Regions from separate parts of the Drosophila melanogaster genome. Here region 2 is linked to region 1. A link is a contact called in public Hi-C data. All regions are on one chromosome and are shown on one strand. Each heading gives the region's core, a stretch centred on a gene start, on an enhancer-like site or on the middle of the called end of the contact. The rest is flanking DNA. Distances are from core to core; before and after follow the strand shown.

Region 1 (4,012 bases), core at 767-3,266:
TAGAAATCGATCGCCGATCCAAGGAGCTTGGCGAAGTGACCAAGGATTGCGAAAATATACGATCCGATCTGGTAAGTTTTATTTATTTAACGCCTTCACTTTTGTATTCTATTATATTTTATTCTATACCAGGAAGCTCAAACTAATGATTTCCTAAAAGAAAGGGAAACTTTGAACTTGACTATATCCGATCTTCGGTTGCATAATGAGCAATTGCTAGAAACCTCGAAAAATTATCTATCAGACATAACAGCAGCAAATAATTTAAATCTCGAAATGAAGAAGAATCTTCACGATCTCACAAAAGAGTGCAAGAGCTTACGTTCCGATCTGGTAATAATTAATCTGGTAATCTATCTGGTTGATTACAATATAGGTAATTAAAATTTTTCAGCAATCCAAAGAAGAATATTTCCAAACGCAAAAGCAACTGTTGGATGAAACAATTTCTAATCTAAAGGAGGAAAACCGCAAGATGGAGGAAAAGTTGAGTTCGGGTAACAAGGCGCTCAAAGAGGATTGCGAAAAGCTCCGTTCAACATTGGTAATATTAGACTTGTCTTTGTAGGTTATTCGGTCGCTAATGAAATATTTATTTAGGAATCAAAGGAACTTATACTGCAACAGAATAAACAAGAGTTAGAGGAAAGGCTGACTGTTATTAATGAGAAGAATGGGAAAAACGCACTACTTGACGCCCAGTTGAAATCCAATGAAACCGCCTTTACATCACTGCGAAAGGCATGGATTAAGCAAAGTTTAGCCATAGAAGCGGCCAATAAAAGAAGCCTCGAGATGGAACAGAAGGTTGATAAACGTACGAGGGAGTACGAAGAACTACGATCAACTCTGGTAGAATAATTGCAATCAAAGGCTCTTATAAAATAGCTTAATGTTTTCTCTTTAAATCGCCTAGAAAACCAGGGAAATCAACTTTCGATCGGAGAAGGAACGCATGGACGGCACCATCTCTAGCCTGTTAGAAGACAAGCGTAATCTTGAGGAGAAGTTGTGCACAGTCACCGAGCTCCTGGCTAAGCTAAAGCGCGAACTGCCGGCTTTACACACGCAAAAAGTGAACGGAGGCGATGTGTCCATTGAGTTGAATTCCTCGAATGGATCGCCGACTCCTGCAGCTGTTCCAGCAACAAAGAAGCCCCTGGACTGCAATTCCGCTGAATGTGTGCCAAAGGTACGTATGATCTTCTAAATTTCAAGCATGTAATATTTTTTTTATTTCTCTCGTAAAGAAATCCAGCAGCCTAGAGACTGCGGAGCGGAAGAATCGACGGATGACGGCCTACGATGAGAACCGTAAGCAGTTTTGCTGAAACGACTTACGTGACGGCGGAACTACGACCGTTCCTTTAGGTAAGTTAAGGTTTGCTTGGCCGCGAAATCGTCTAAACTTTATGTGGTTTTAACTAATATTGCAGGTGGCAATTGCCACTGCGAGCAGCGGAGCTGCAAACAAAGACTGAGTTCGGACTGGAGGCAAAACGTTGAGTTCAACGATGATAAAAAAGATGATTAATGTTATCCAAGTATTAGGGATTTCTTTTGTTAGGTGTTATCTTGCAAACGGTGGAATTCCACATCATAAAGTTTTCTATTTATATTTACGCCCTAAGTATTTGTCAAATACTATCAATACAAAAATTACAAAAACAATCGTGATCGTAGTATTTAAATTTAAATCTGTATTATGCTGGTTTTTGTTTAATAGTTAAATTCGATAAATAGTTAAATATTGTTAATTAAGAAATGTTTCCTTCATCATGTGTAATAATATTTGGTTCATATGTATAGCATTGAATAAACTATTTACATTTTCTTAATGTTAAAATCAGATTCGCATAAGTTGCTGGTTCTAATAATAAAAGACATAAATTACTTAAATGTAAATCTAAATAAGCATAACGCTTCTTGTTTGAATTCCCGATTGCACCAATCGATAAGTCGATAGTAGCGCAAATACATATTCTAGTGTTGTGCATTGGAAAATTGACGGCCGCTTGAGTGTTGTGTACGGCGTCAGTGTTGAATAGCTGCGGACGCAAAACTACGTAAAATTACGACAAAAAAACAGCGCCCCGCGAAAAAAGGCCATGAACTCGGCAATCAAGGTAGGTTCAGCCGCTCCACCACATCCGCCGGCAGCTCCGACCGCGTTGATCCCGTCGCCAGCGCCTCCGCGCGTTGCAAGCGAGAAAAAGGCGGCGCGGGAGAGAGTCGAGAGTCATTCGTTTGTCTCACTCCTGCGAGTGGGAAATTTGTTGTTCCACCGTGAGTGGGCCGGCGGGCGGTGGGCAGGGGCGGTGCGTTTGTTTTGAATTTGCACGCGGTAACAACAAACTGACTCCGGATGCAAATCCGCATGCACTTGCAGGTGGGGGAGATATTCACGGCCGCCGGACAGGCGTTCAGCAGACTGGGCGATCTAACCATGCAGCTGCATCCCAATGCGGAGTCGCCATCGGGGTAAGTTGATTCTATGCGGTGGAGTCGCGAGTTTTGTGGACACTAATCGGAGTGTTTCTGTGTGCCTTGTTCCCTCGCCACGGCTGCAGGAAGTGGACGGACGAGGAGATCGACATGCTGCACTCGTCCATAATGCGCTTCTCCGACGACCTGACCAAGATCAGCCTAAGCATCAAGAACCGCACCGTGTAAGTGATCCTGTGCTCCTGGCGAGGGAACCGGCTGCCCAGTGTGTACGTGCTAGTTTTAATTGACCTTCCCCATTGCAGTTCTCAGATCCGCCAGGCGCTGAAGAAGAAGGCCTTCGAGGACGCCGGCATTCCCGCCAAGCAAGTGCCCGTCCAGCAGGTGCAACACGTTCTCCAGACGCTGCCACAACAGCAGCCGCAGCAGCCCCTTCAGCAGCCACCTCCTCAAGTATTCAAGTCACAGCCAATCGTGCAGCACGTACAGCTGGTGGCGCAGCCAAAGCAGATCATCCTGCATCCACAGTCTAATACAACTACGACGGGCACGACGGTGACTGTTAAGCAGTACCAGCAGATGCAGAAGGCTGCGGCATTAGCGGCAGCCCAGGCTGCAGCCTCGACGGCCAACAACACGCCCACCATCACGGAGAACATCATTATCCAGCAGCCCACTTCGACTACGGCGACAGTGGTGCAGCAGCCACATATGGTGTCCACCTGCTCGTCGACGCAGATCGTGGTGCCCGTTGTGTCGGCAGTGTCCACTGTTCCAACAGTACTCTCGCCCACGGTGGTGATTGCCGACGATGTGGTTAGCACCTCCAATCCTCCAGCGGCAGCGGCGACAGTAGGATCGCCAGCAGGGGCGCCAGCAGGCTTAAAGTGCGGACCAGACGTGTCCATGACCCTCAATCGCATCAATGTCCAGGAGAACGAGGTGGACGTGGAGGAGTGCCTGCCCGCAGAGGTGGTCAAGCTGGATTTTGTCAGCGAGGAGGTGGCCGGGTGAGGTTCGAGCCCTCGGAACGGGCTGGACTTCTTCTACTAGATCTCCGGCCGCAGAACGAATCACGTAACTTGGAACAGAACCGCTACAAATCCAGATCGAGAACTCTTAAGCAAAAAGGTTGAGATGCCGCCCTAGCCCTAAGTCTAAACTGTTAAGTGTTGTCATATTTGATATACCCTGAAATCACCTTGTTCCGGGCCCCGGATGACAAATGAATTGTGCGATGTGGAGGACGAGTCTGTGGATCGCCAGCCACAGAGCGTAGATATTAATTGCGGAGCGTATATGCGCCGCCTAGACTTAAATTTACGCAAGACACAATAGTGCAAAGTACATAACGACGATCGTGTAAGTTGAGAGTGAATAAACGAGCATTATTTTAAGATTCGGCGATCTCTGGGATTTTATTGGAGTTAGGAAAGCCCAAGGAGCGTAGAAATTTAGTTATTTGCAATGGCTTCTACAATCTCATTGCTGTAATTTGTACTTCATACTTTTATTTTGATCAGACTGTATTATAAAAGCATATATATAATTATATTTTTAAAGCACC
Region 2 (3,800 bases), core at 966-3,465, 1.9 Mb after region 1:
TTTGGAACCGTAAAGAGGTGGAACTTTTGTAGTATTCTTCTTTTAATAATGCATTATAATAGTGTCTGTCTGGATGTGGACAAGTTCCCACTTCTCCAACGACAGATTTCCATTCGCACGCAATGAAGATTAAGAACTTTAAGGCATGCAAGGAACTAAAAAGTTATTATAATGTAGAAGTTTTAATAGAAACACTTAACAAAAAAGTCTGTAGATTAAGCGAATACTTTAGGTGAACATGTAATTGTTTTTGATACAAATAAAGATTAAATCTAGCTATAAATTGCTCAATTATTTTATATTGCTTTAAATCTAAGGTTTTTGAGATCTTAAAGTACTCGTCAAGTTTTATTGAGATAAATGGTGAGGAAAACAAACGTAGTCCGCAACGCTGTGAATCAGCAAGTGGCCATTATAAGTTAGCATATATTTAAATTTTCCTTAATGCCGCCGATTGCATTTGTTTATAAACAGAAATATCGAATGAAATGCCGCCCAGCAACCACAACCTGCACCAACAAAGCAATTACGTACAATATATGGTATACTTCAGTTGCCAAGATTATTACTCAATGGCTTTCGGATAAAAAGACGCGAGAACTATAAAATAATTCATTGTATAATACAGCCCATGTCTCGAGTGACTGACCCCCGATGCCACGTAGAATATATTTACACATATATAGAATATGGAAGGCGTAAAGCTTTTCTATTTGTTGATATTGACAACGGTTGGTGGCCAGCTGTTGGGCCAAAGCTGATAAGAGCAATGAGCCCATAAAACTGATAAGCCGGCACTTTGCGAAAAGTGATCAAGATGGATGGTCGCAGGGGTATTCCATTTAATCTCAGTTCCCAAAGAGCTTGAATCGCTAAGTAAATATGACTGTTGATGGCGAATATTCAACACACCAGCAGAAATCTGGCCAAAACAAATGCAAACAACAAAAATAACGAAAAACCGATACAGAAATAGCCCAGCATACAGACGTAAAAAAACACGAAATACACATGCAGAAATATGGCTAAAAAAAAGTGCCACGAATCTAAGACAATAATTAAATTATGTATGTACATATGTACGTTTGCCTCGCAGAGCGAGAAAGTAGTTGCCAAATTGGTGTGGTGCTACCAATAAATTAGACTAATCAGCTGATATGCCAGTTAGCTGTATATTTTTCCATTAATTTAAATGTCAATTTCGTTAAGCCAAAGAATCGGAGCAGACCGAAAGAGACGGAGATAGAGTGGGTTGCATAATCTGTCATGGAATCCGAGCTCAAAACAACCGTTTAACTGGGTATACAGTGCGGGTACATAATGTACATGCGATACATACACACAGACACACGCACACACGCACACACTTGCAACACCTGGTGACATGTGAAAAGCCGCTAATGAGTCGGGCTGACAGTAAAACGGCCAATTAGCCGAGATTCCCTGCTGCCCCGCAAGTGGAATCGTTCACCAAATTGAAGATTTACTCGCCGCTCCGCCCACTCTCATAATTCATTCATCGCTTTTCGCCTCCTTTTTACCTTGGAAAAACTCATCTCAAGTGAGTGTGTGCGTGTGTGAGCACATATGTACATACATATGCATGTAATGTGCAAGGTGCTGCAGCTTAAGATGTTGCCAAGGGCAACGATTCGCGGCTCGGATTCGGATGTAAATCGAGAAATAACGGGAGTATCTCATTCCAGGTAATTATGAAGCCACCGAAACTTCTGGTTTCGCATTTTTTTCACCCTTTGTGCCTGAAGCAGCCGTTTCAGCTACGCACACACTCGCATCTGTCGAAAGTTTGAACTTTTCACTGGGCTACATAGAAAGAAACATCTATGTTTTTTACCCCAATAAGCTAGTCACTCAATAAATATGTCTTTTATGACATATTGTTTAATTATTATCTCACCGTTGTTTATATTATCTGCATCTTTTCGCGTCTTTTTTCGTCTGGCTTACAGTGTGGCCGTAAAAGAACCGTTGAAGTATACTCATACGCATTAGAAGGTAGTCGGAAAAGGCGTTTGAAATATACCAAAAGCCAGTGCTGTGCAATGATAAAATTTAATATATTTATATTATCGTTATTCTATAAAATGGAAAAGAATAATGAACTTATTCAACTAATATAGAGCATAAATAAAATAATTTTAAAGATTAGCTTATAACAATAGCTTAATGGCGGAGGGCCACTCTCTTCCGCCCGCTGCACAGCTGGTCACACTGAGGGTGCAATCACTTTTTTTTCGTGATAAAATTAAGGAATCTTGAGTTCATCGTTGATAAGCAGCGATCTGATAATTGCCAGCACAGCAGCTCGGATAACTATAAAAACAGACTCAGCTGGATATATAATAGAGAGCCGTAATGCCCCGCCGATCGGCTGGCCGCAGTAACCTTACGATTCTGACGCTCGCTTTGCCGTCGTGGTGTTTTGTTATTGGAGCAGAAAACATATTCCAAACGAGATTATAAATAGTCACGATGTGTGTCGCAGTTGTCGCGGTCGTTGGGAGGATGAATGTGCAATTGCAGATGCCGTAGAAGCAGCGCGCTCCAGTTTTATCCACAGAGACCCGATCTTCTAGTGCCCGTGCAAACCGGGAAAAAAACAACAACAAATTAGGTCGACATTTCGGGCACAGGTAAGCCTAATTTCAGTCGAACAAAATTACTTGTTAAGTTATAAGCTAATTATGAGTTGGCTGTTTCAATTAGGCTGCAGAGCCAATTCAAGCGGACCACGGGCCCAAAGCGGAGTCAACAAAGAAGCGGGACAGAGAGACATCGAAACATTGGTTTCAACACCACACGTTCAAAGTGAAGGTCAACGTCACAACGACTCGAGCGGCAAGTCTGGCGGCCGAAAGACAAAGCCATCCGCCGTCACCAGCACAACCTCCAACGCCACCGCCGCCGCCATCGGTAGTCTCCAGATAGCCAGCACCATGTCTACCACATCCTCCGAATCCTTTGTCCGCGGCCAGCGGCTTATGCTCATCTTCCTGGTGGCCATGTGCATCGTAGTTGCCTGCGTCCTTAGCACCGAAACCACCATGCCCACGCAGAACATGTCCAATAAGGAGCGGGCGGAACTCCGGTAAGTCTCAGCTTCTCGTTTCCTTGTATTTCCTGACCAGGGCAACTTCTGTACGTCTTATTTTTATTTATTTACCAAACTAAGAAAGTTTCAGAAACACTATTAATATTTTAATGTACTCTGGTTTTACGAGGGATCTATGCAATTTGTTTAAATGTAACCCATATATGCGTCAGAAACGACGAGGTCAAATTAGCATAACTCGTTTTTAATCATTTATGGATATACATTTAAATGTGATGCTTATAAAAACGAATTATATATCCATGACTTTCATATTAAGTCATATTAAAACGCTTAAGCTTAAAAGTTGTTCTGAACAATCACATATGTAGAAAGTAAATTCAAGTATACAATATGTTCCATTTGCTTTCAGGGAAGAGGCTCGCGATATGTTCTATCATGCATACAACGCCTACATGCAGAACGCCTATCCAGCTGATGAGCTTATGCCGCTCTCCTGCAAAGGACGGTACCGAGGAGTGACGCCATCACGTGGCGACATGGACGACATCCTTGGAAAGTGAGTTCAAAAACCTAAGGTTTGGAGGGATTACTAACATTGTTCTTATTTTTAGTTTCTCCATGACTCTGGTGGATACTCTGGACACTCTGGTGCTCCTGGGCGATTTCACAGAGTTTGATCACGCGGTGAAGCTAGTTATCCGCGACGTTCAATTCGACAGCGACA

What was found. Hi-C and Micro-C count contacts between places; a contact is called where the count stands out from the background.
Region 2: a Hi-C map of the Kc167 cell line shows a contact between it and region 1, with 2.9 times the contacts expected there. The contact joins the promoter of Edem2 here to the promoter of CG33695 in region 1. A contact is called at or near these places in 10 of 107 Hi-C or Micro-C datasets (the D17-c3 cell line, the Kc167 cell line, the S2 cell line and 3 more).

Annotation. Positions count from the first base shown.
Region 1 is chr2L:11,276,005-11,280,016 of dm6, forward strand. It overlaps CG33695, which reads left to right and starts at 2,017. Exons shown (of 3, transcript NM_001032079.2): 1 at 2,017-2,126; 2 at 2,390-2,481; 3 at 2,751-3,978. The coding sequence starts at 2,109. The coding sequence ends at 3,459. It overlaps cana (CENP-ana), which reads left to right. Exons shown (of 11, transcript NM_001032076.2): 5 at 1-71; 6 at 133-333; 7 at 395-544; 8 at 601-852; 9 at 917-1,192; 10 at 1,251-1,371; 11 at 1,437-1,842. The coding sequence ends at 1,331.
Region 2 is chr2L:13,189,986-13,193,785 of dm6, forward strand. Edem2 (ER degradation enhancer, mannosidase alpha-like 2) reads left to right here and starts at 2,216. Exons shown (of 8, transcript NM_135767.2): 1 at 2,216-2,654; 2 at 2,728-3,109; 3 at 3,486-3,632; 4 at 3,688-3,800. The coding sequence starts at 2,958. CG16974 reads right to left here and starts at 1,994. Exons shown (of 6, transcript NM_001259089.2): 1 at 1,919-1,994.